2 separate regions of the Rattus norvegicus genome follow, and region 1 is linked to region 2. The links are chromatin contacts, called in public Hi-C maps. All regions are on one chromosome and are shown on one strand. The core of a region is the stretch at or near the end of the contact, and the rest is flanking DNA. Distances in the headings are between cores, read along the strand shown.

Evidence for each region. Hi-C and Micro-C count contacts between places; a contact is called where the count stands out from the background.
Region 1: a contact with region 2 is called in a Hi-C map of liver, with 5 times the contacts expected there. The contact joins two enhancer-like sites. A contact is called at or near these places in 2 of 12 Hi-C or Micro-C datasets (kidney and liver).

Annotation. Positions count from the first base shown.
Region 1 is chr13:104,776,660-104,781,227 of GRCr8, forward strand. No RefSeq gene overlaps it. Among named protein-coding and RNA genes, the nearest start is that of Rps6kc1, 240 kb to the right of the region's middle. Within about 2 kb of position 3,237, at least 5 of the 93 cell types and tissues checked have an H3K27ac peak or open chromatin away from gene starts, as enhancers often do. A contact at or near this core is called in liver, where this site is marked.
Region 2 is chr13:104,541,813-104,546,781 of GRCr8, forward strand. The region is part of intron 1 of LOC134481608 (a long non-coding RNA gene); the gene reads right to left. Among named protein-coding and RNA genes, the nearest start is that of Prox1, 290 kb to the left of the region's middle. Within about 2 kb of position 2,164, at least 1 of the 93 cell types and tissues checked has an H3K27ac peak or open chromatin away from gene starts, as enhancers often do. A contact at or near this core is called in liver, where this site is marked.

The DNA of each region.
Region 1 (4,568 bases), core at 1,987-4,486, 240 kb after region 2:
TCTCTCTCTCTCTGGAACATCATAAGCAACTGTTTTAATTTGGGTGCCAGTCATCAGTAGCGGGCAAGCTGAGTTCCTAACATAACTTATGGTTAGGTTGGTAGGCAGGAAGAGGCCAGTGCTTAGCTTAATGCCTTAGCTGATCTCTGTGTTTTCTGCTGTTATTACACAGCACAAAGCTGAATGACCCGTAAATAATAGAGGTTTGCTAAACCCTACCATTTGGGAGTCTCTATCTGGTCACACGTCCCCAGCATCTTCTTGGCTTCTCCAAGGAACCTCTTGCTGTGTCATCACACCAAAAGCAGGCACAGGCATATGCGCACGTGAGGCAGCCTGTCTTTAAGTCAGCAGTTCTCAACCTGTCATAGGGTTTGCCCCATAGTCATCAGAAAACACAGATATTTACATTACAGTTCTTAACAGTAGCAAAATTACAGTTGTGAAGTAGCAATGAAAACACTTTTATGGCGGGGGTGGGAGGAGGGTCACCACAACATGAGGAACTGTATTAAAGGGTCGCTAGGAAGGTTGAGAACCACTGCTTTAGAAGGACTTATTCTCTGGCAGCAACTAAACAAGCTCTGAGAAAATGAACCTGGTCCACTGAGAAAGGCATTAACCGCTCTTACCACCTCATCATCTCCTAAAGGCTGCCCTTCCCAACACTGCCGCCATGATGAGTTTAGGAGCCAGGATCAAACTGTACTGTGTATCAGTGGGTCCTGGCTGGACAGGTGGGCCTTATCCATGTACCAGTGAGGTCTGGCTAGAGGGGGCGTGGCTTAACCATGTGCCAATGGGGCATGTTAGAGGGGCGGGGCTTAGCCATGTACCAATGGGGCATGGCTAGAGGGGCGGGGCTTATCTATGTACCAGTGAGGCCTGGCTAGAGAGGCGGGTCTTGGCCATGTACCAATGGGGCCTAGCTAGAGAGGCAGGGCTTATTCCGTAGAAGGAAGCTTTGCTCTGCAACAACAGTCCCCAAATGCCAGTGCACACGAGGGACCCATACTGCCCAATGCAGTCACTTAACTGTTTTGACCCGCGTTGGGATGTTACAAAAGCAAAGCCCCAACTCTGCCAGGATGCCCTCCCCTGCCCTCGGGCATCTCATGCCTGTGTTCCAGAAACACAGCCCTGGGCTTGACGCTGGCAGGTTCTTGGGGATATTTCAGGAGCAGGCTTCCCTCCCAGAAGGAAATGGCTGCGCCCAGTCATGTGGACAGCAGAGAAGAGCCTGTGCGAACTAAACTCTAATAGAAAACAATCAAGCTACAACCTTAGGTGTGACCTTCATGGCCTCCTGAAGGCCAACTGCAGGACCTCCCACCTCCAACCCTGCTCTGGCGAGGTAGGAGGGACAGGTTTCATTAGACCACCTAGGCCAAGCCTGCCAAATTCTCCCAAAACCCTTTCAAAGAAAAGAGGGGACAGAAAGAGGAGACAGAGAAAAGACAGAGTGAAGGGAAGTGGAACCTGCATGCCCCCCACCCAAAAAAAGAAAAGAAAAACAAAAAACAAACCTCTACTTTCCTGAGCCACGTGAATTATTTAGCAGACAGCTGAAAGGACTAAACTCGACAGAAGAATACAAACCCCAGCTTGCAATACAGACACCTTCCCCAAAGCCCGTGACAATGAAATGTGTTTTATGCCCCAGATCAGCATGCCAGGGAAGGAACTTCGGAGATAGATGCCCACTGGGATCATTAGCCTTTTATCTCTCAACCCTTGCCACCAGCATCAGATCCCTGAGCCTGGGCGGCCCAGGGGGAGTCGAGCTGAGAAGTGTCTATATTGTAAAGTGTTGGTTAAACAACCCCACCGCATTCTTATTTGCTGGAGGTTTTAGGGAGCAGATGTAGGACTGGCAGGGCTCAGAGCTGGCGATATCGTTCTAGCTCACTCAGAGCCAACACGCACAGACCCACAAAAAAGAAAGCTGCATTCGGTGCGTGTGCCTGGGCATGCGCCTCGCCTCTGCGCCGTTCTCCGGTCCAAGGTTCCTCGGAGTCCGAGTTGACCAACGCAAAACCAGCTTGGGGGCCGGCCAAGAGAAATATGAGTTCTCCCAGAATCTGCGTGTGGGTGTCTCTCCGCGAGAGGGCTCGATGCGAGTCTCCCCGCCTGCGGGCACAGGGGCTGGGCAGGCGACTCGCCCACTGCAGGCTGGTGCAGTGGTTGCTGGAGAAAGGGCGGATGAATGCAGAAGCGACTATAAAGGCCAGCGGCGGCGAGGCGATGCTGCAGCTGTCAGGCAATAACTTAGATAGTTACAGCTGCCATCACCTAGCTCGCGCGAGCTTTTTAATATCTTTTGGCAGCTCGCGGTGTCACAGCACAAAGGGAGAGTTGGCACTTCCTAGCACACTTTGTTTGACATAACTGTAGGCAGGACCCAGCTGATACCTTCAGTGCCGGGTATGGGTTTGCTCTTAAGGTGCATTTGATCGGATCAAATGCCAGGATTCCCCCTACCTCTCTCCCTCCTCTCACCACTGCCCTGCTTCTGCGCAGGGCACATGACACCCCTAAATCACACGTTGGGCACTGGATCAGATGGATGGGAGGACTCGGCGGGTGCTCGGCATAAGGCTGGCTCTGTAAGCATCCAGCAAAGGAGAAGGGAATCGGGGAGCACAGCAAGACTCGGAAAGGAGGGGTGGAAAATGGTGGTGGAACTTCCCCTAGCCTTGGGGAGAGACGGTCCTGCTTCGCCCCTTCATCCAGAGAATATGCCGTCAATCATTGCACGGCCATCTTGCTTCCTGCTCGGCACCCTAATCCGATATTGCTGGGCCACACGCCTCCTCCCCAGTCACATGGGAACCTGGCCTGTTTCAAGCAGCTCCTTCCCTGCATATCACGATTCTTCTGAGGACCAACAACTAAGAAGACCGATTGAAGCAGCTGTTCCCACCACAGTGACAGCTCCACCTGTCTGGGCATCCTGGTTAGTGAGAACTATCTTTCCCCCCGGGTGGGAGTTTAGTAGCAAAAGAAGAGTTCTGGTTGCGGCCTCAGTGCCCATTCATTCTGGTTCTGACCAATAGGTATGTGTTTGTGCTCCTCTCTAGGAAGTGGCTCTGGATGTGGGGGAACACCAGGAAGACACAGAAAGGAAAGTGTGTGAGGTTCGTCAAAGCAAGTTCGCTATCAGCTTTCCAACCACTGTGGCAGAACCTGGTTAGAAAAAGAGGTGATTCATGCTCACACAGTAGAGGGATCCAGGTCGTGACAGGTTGGCCTGTTTGTTTTGGGCTTGGCAGGGCCGGCAGCCTATCATGGCTGGTGCACATGGACCTCATACCATCATCAGCCAAGAACCAGAGGAGGAAAAGAGGAGACCTGAGATTCCCTTTTAAGCATACTTCCTGCTGGTCTAACACACACACACACACACACACACACACACACACACACACACAACCTAAACCCCATCTATCCATCTATTAAAGACTCCACCACCAAAGCACCTCCCTGGGTCCCAAGCCTCCTGCTTATGGACCTGGGGACAGCTGAGACCCAAACTATAGCAGATTCTGACTGTGTTCATTGCTAGGACCACTGTGCAAACCAAACTGCTACAACAGAAGATGCTCTCACCTCAGCCTGGTGTCTAGATGAAGGCAACAGCAGATCTGAGTCTTCCTAAGGACTGGAAGGGAGCGCCTGGCCCTGCCTCTCCCTTGGCTTTCAGTGGATTTTGCACAAGCTTTGGTGTTCCTTGGTGTGTAGATACATCTCTCCAGCCTCTGCTTTCATCTTTATGTAGTGTTCCACATACATTCATCATGTGCTTATGTATGTGTGCATGTGCATATGTGTGCAAGCTTATGTGTTTATGTATGTGTGCAAGCATATCAGATGTGTATATATGTATGCGTATGTGTATATGTATGCATGTGTGCATATATGTATATGTGTGTGCATATGTGTGCATACTTATGTAGAAATGTCTCTGTGTACATGTATGTGTGCAAGCATATTCAGATGTGTATGTGTATGCAAATATGTGTATATACATATATATGTATACAAATGTATGTATATATATGTATGCATGCACATATGTGTGCATACTTATATAGAAGTATATCTGTGTATATGTATGTGTGCAAGCATATTCAGATGTATATAAATGTGTATGTGAATATGTGTATATACATACATATGTATATGTATGCATGTGTATTATATATGTATATGTGCACATGTGTATATGTATGCATACATATATAGAAGTGTGTCTGTGTATATGAATGTGTACAAGCATATTGGATGTATATATATTGTGTGAATATGTATATATACATATATGTATATGTGTGCATGTGTATTGTATATGTATATGTGTGTATGTGCATATTTGTGCATACATATGTAGAAGTGTATCTGTGTAGATGAATGTGTGCAGGTGTAACATGTGCATGCATGTGTGTATATTTGTAGGCATATGGGGAGGAGGGGTTTGGGGGTTGTTTGGCTTTCTTTTGATATCACCTCACTGTTTGAGGTGATACTGGTTCATGTGGCAGTGAAGGCATGGCATTGGGAGGCTCCAG
Region 2 (4,969 bases), core at 914-3,413:
AGGGGGACACGAAGTGAGGGAAACTAGCAAGCAGCCGGCTCCTGCAGCAGCGAGATGCTTATCGTCTCAGTAAGCTCCTGCAGTCAGAGTTACAGCCACTGTGTCTTCATAAAGGTGCGGAACAGCAGCCACTCACCTGGCCACCCTCAGAAGCAAAGCTTCCCTGTGCTGTGGAGAGAGGCACGGGAGTGGGTCCCTAGAGAGAAGGTCCCTCTCTCTGCATCTGTGATGCTCTGCATCTGATGCTGTGATCAGGTGAGACCCACGAGGGACAGCTGAGTGATTTCTTTCTCCAGAGTTTCCAGGGCTTGCCCCTATATTTATTGTTCAACCATGACATGAGCAAAGGAATGACGTTTGCTAGTCTCCCTTTCTTGGGGCAAGCTTTAGAAGTGGCAAAACCAAGGTTTCCGGGGAGGTGTGGTAATCGACTTATTTGAAAGTTCAACAACATGTCCGAAAGAAGAGGGGTGTGGGGAAATGCAGCTGAGGCCAGGGACCTGAAAGCAAGAATAAAGTTGGCCAACAGTCAGAGACTTCAGCCTCATCCACACGAACATTTCCTTCCAGACAGATGCAGTTTCAAACTTAAATACACAGTCGGGGAGGCGAGACCTCTGCTTTCAGGGTTGGAATGTGGAAGGAGCCCCACGGCTTTTGGGTAGTCTCTGACAGAAAGATGGCTCTGCAGTCTAGCTGCAGGACTCAGAGGCTGGGTGGATCTATGAACAGCAACTATGACCCAAGGTTGTAACAGAAGCAGGTTTCACCAATCCTCAACTATTGGTGCAGCAGCACCAATCCCCCCACCCTACTGTGCGCACCGGGAAAAGGAAGTTGCCGCTCTGCAGTTTGCCGTTTGGGAGCCTCATATTTTCAGCCATGACTCTTTTTCTACGGATCCAGGGTCAGGGGCCAGGGGTCAGGAGCCAGAGGTCAGGGGCCAAGGAGATGATTTGGTTGTTAAAGTGCTTTCCAACAAGCATGAAGACAAGCAAAATGGCATGCACCTGTAACCCCAGCACTGGGGACGCAGGGACAGCTGGATCCCCAGGGTCTAACACTGTTCAGCCCCCTGACACTGCACACAGTGGGTGAGCACCTGCTGATTCTGCACAGCGAGCGCCCAGCACATTAATACTTTCTCTTTACTTTCTTTCCCTTTTTGCCTTGATTTTGTTGTTGTTGTTGTTGTTGTTGTGTTTTGTTTTGTTTTAGATTGATTTATTTTATTGTACGTCTGAGTGCCTTATGTGAGCATGTGTACCATATGCATGCCCAATACCGTGTGTGGTATTGGATCTTTTGGAACTGGAATTAGAGACGAGGCAAGCTGCCATGTGGGTGCTGGGAACCAAGCGCTGGTCTTCTGCACAAGCAACCAGTGACCCTAAACAGTGAGTCCTCTCTCCAGCCCAATGCCACTGTTCCTTCTAAATGACCTTGTTCCTCTAAATGGAAATTTTGGAGCTGGAACCATATTGCACTGCCCTGTGCAGACCTTGGGGAAGGGACCACGTGAACTCATGACGCTCCCTCCCACTTCTGCACATGGAAGCTCACATTGTTTACATTCTCTAAGGATAATTGCAGTTAATTCAGAACCTCTCATCCCTCTTCCCTATCACTACAAATGAGTTAACTGCCTGAGCCCCCACCCTGCACATGGGTATCCATTTCAAAATGAACTCACTTCCTGAAGAGAAGACGGCTCCAGAGGCTCGCTGTAGCCACCTACATGTAGGAGCCCAAAGGTAACATTGAACCTGTGACCTCAGATAGCTCAGAGAACACCAAAGATCGCTGCAACTGTGATAGCTTGTTCTGAAGGCCAAGACTCACCCCCTGTGGAGGGCAGACAGCAGATTTCCCATGAGAAACTTTCCTGGTGTCTGGATTCCTCTGCAGCCTGACCTTAAAGAAGTGAGATAAAGGCTGGACGGGGGAGGCGTTATCAGGTGGGAACTTGGGGTGAAGGAGATAGCTTGTCTGAGGAGGATAAATTACTTCCCCATTCCTATCATGTGTCTTTAATACTTTACGGATCCAAAGGTGTTCCTTTTTGGCTGACTTTGGGAGCGATCTGCATTTACAGGAGCATAGGCATGCATCTCTATTTATAACTGGTGGAATAAATGTTAAATGACCTGCACTATTACAAATTGGAACTTGAACACTTACGTCAAAGATGAATTCAGAGCTTCTAAATAGAAAAATACTGAAAAGGACAAAGTCATTTGTTTGTATTTGAGTTCAAAGGTCACAGCAACTTTCTTTTTGGTCAGTGACGATGCAGCGTAGCATGTGGCTGTGCTTCTCTTCCCAAGAGAATATGCCTTGGAACCCAGAGTTACAGAAGACAGGGCAAGAAGAGATGGATAGCTTGGATCTCTGCCTTCTTCACTGGGAAGGTTTCTGGAGGATGGACTGTCAGACAGCAAGGGATGTCTGGTTCCTAACTTAGCCTACCAAACCACAGGGCTTAGTTTCAAAGAACATGAACGGCTACCCCAAGTTCACCCTAGCTCTGCCTTCCTCTCCATAAAAAGCCAGCCGAGGGGCTGGGAAGGTGGCTCAGTCAGTGACGTGCTTGTAGCACAAGCATGAGGAGTGGGTTTGGATTCCCAGCATCCCTAAGAAAAGCCAAGTGTGGTGGCAGGCACCTGTATCCCTCGCACTGGGGAAGCAGAGACAGGCAGATCCCTGAGCATTGCTGGCCAGCCCGTCCTGCCGGATTAACAAGCACCGGGTTTGGTGGTCCGGTGAGAGGCCCTGCCAAAGAATAAGACTGAGAGAAATAGAGGAAGATATCCGATATCAATCTCTGACTACCATACCTACATCCACACATATGCACATACCCATACACACATATGCATACACACATCCTCACATATGCACATATGCATACACATGCATACACACATCCGCACATATGCACATACCCATACACACACATACACACATATGCATACACACATCCGCACATATGCACATACCCATACACACACATACACACATAGGCATACACACGCCCGCACATATGCACATACCCATACACACACATACACACATAGGCATACACACATCCGCACATATGCACATATGCATACACACGCACACACACATAGGCATACACACATCCGCACATATGCACATATGCATACACACGCGCACACACATATGCATACACACATCCGCACATATGCACATATGCATACACACGCGCACACACATATGCATACACACATCCGCACATATGCACATATGCATACACACGCGCACACACACATATGCATACACACATCTGCACATATGCACATATGCATACACACGCACACACACATACACACATGCACACATACACACATATGCACATACAAACACACACATCACATGCATCTCTCTCTTTCTCACACACACATACACACCATACCACGTACACACATCACACAAACACACATCACACCATACCACGTACACACATCACACCATACCACACCATACACATATCACATATACACACCACACAAATACACACATGCACATCACAACACAGCATACCACACACATACCAAACCATACCATACACACATCACACATACTCACACCATCCCATATACACACATCAAACCACACAGTTATCACACACCCATACACACACACCATGCACAATACACATCCACACACACTACACACATATCACACATACCACACACACAATACACAACGTGCACACCATATATATATACATATATATACACATATATACATATATACCACATACATGACACATACCCTATACCTCATATTCACCATACATATAGCACACACACACACACACACACACACACACACACACACACCCCAGCTTTGACTATAGATATATGCTCTCTAATGTATAGGGTGGCCAGGACCATGAGTCGACTTTAAGGCAGTGGCAAGAGTGAGGAGGGAGACAGCAGATTAGAAGAAGGGAAATCCTAGGGCTGCTTCCCTGTTGCCTTCGCCAACGCCCCTCAGTTCCCTGTCAGAGATCTCAGCTAGTCACCTGACGTCATGCCTCCACCCCTGAATGTGCAATCCAGAATAATGTTTGACTCTTTTATTGCACCATAACCTGATGAGAAAGACACTGAAACTTTATCTGCCCTGTACCGGATTCATCCTCCTCAAGTCAGCAGCCTGTGACCACGAAGAATTTGTCCCCAGCCTCGTTAGCTAATTTGTCACTGTGTCTCATCATCCACCTTGCCCTTCCTCTGCCACCTCAGCTGCCTTCAGTGCCCACACATGTGGCATCTCTCAATCTGTGGGAAAGAGCTGGCCCCTGACTCCAAGGAGCCCCATAGAGCACACCTTCAGAATCAGCAACCTGGTCATCCCCAGCCTCACCTCATGCGATAGAAGGGACCCCCAGAACCACTTCCTAACCAAGCTGGGCCACTGGTTTAAGAGGCTGGCTCCTATGCAGCCTTCTAAAGACAAAACGTCGACCACTCCCGTAAGCACTACCGTCGCTTCCTTCCCAAAGGTGGGGGCTTGATTGTTGCATTTTCAGGATGACTTCGAGTAAATTTGAGTTCCCAGTCCTCTGTAGGCCTCCCAAAGCCGCAGAGCGCCTGCACATCGGCAGCCTTCTGATAGATAAAGTGGGCAAAGGAAATAGGTAGGAAGAAGAGAACAGCCGAGAAGGAAGCCGCAACCCCTGGAGACAGCGGTGACGGCCGTCCTGGCATCCATCCCCACCCACCCCAACCAGACCTTCTCTGTTCACATTCTCCTGCCCTAAATTTGCAGCAATCCAGGTGTTGTTTGCAATGTTGTACCTTTGAACCAAGTTCTCTGATATTTTGTTCTCTGATATTTTCATCCCCGAGTCTCTCGGGATGGCGCTATCCTGTTGGCCTCCTTGACCTTCCGCATTTCCTTGGCTTCCCCTAGGAAAAGTAAGTCCGTTTCTGACATT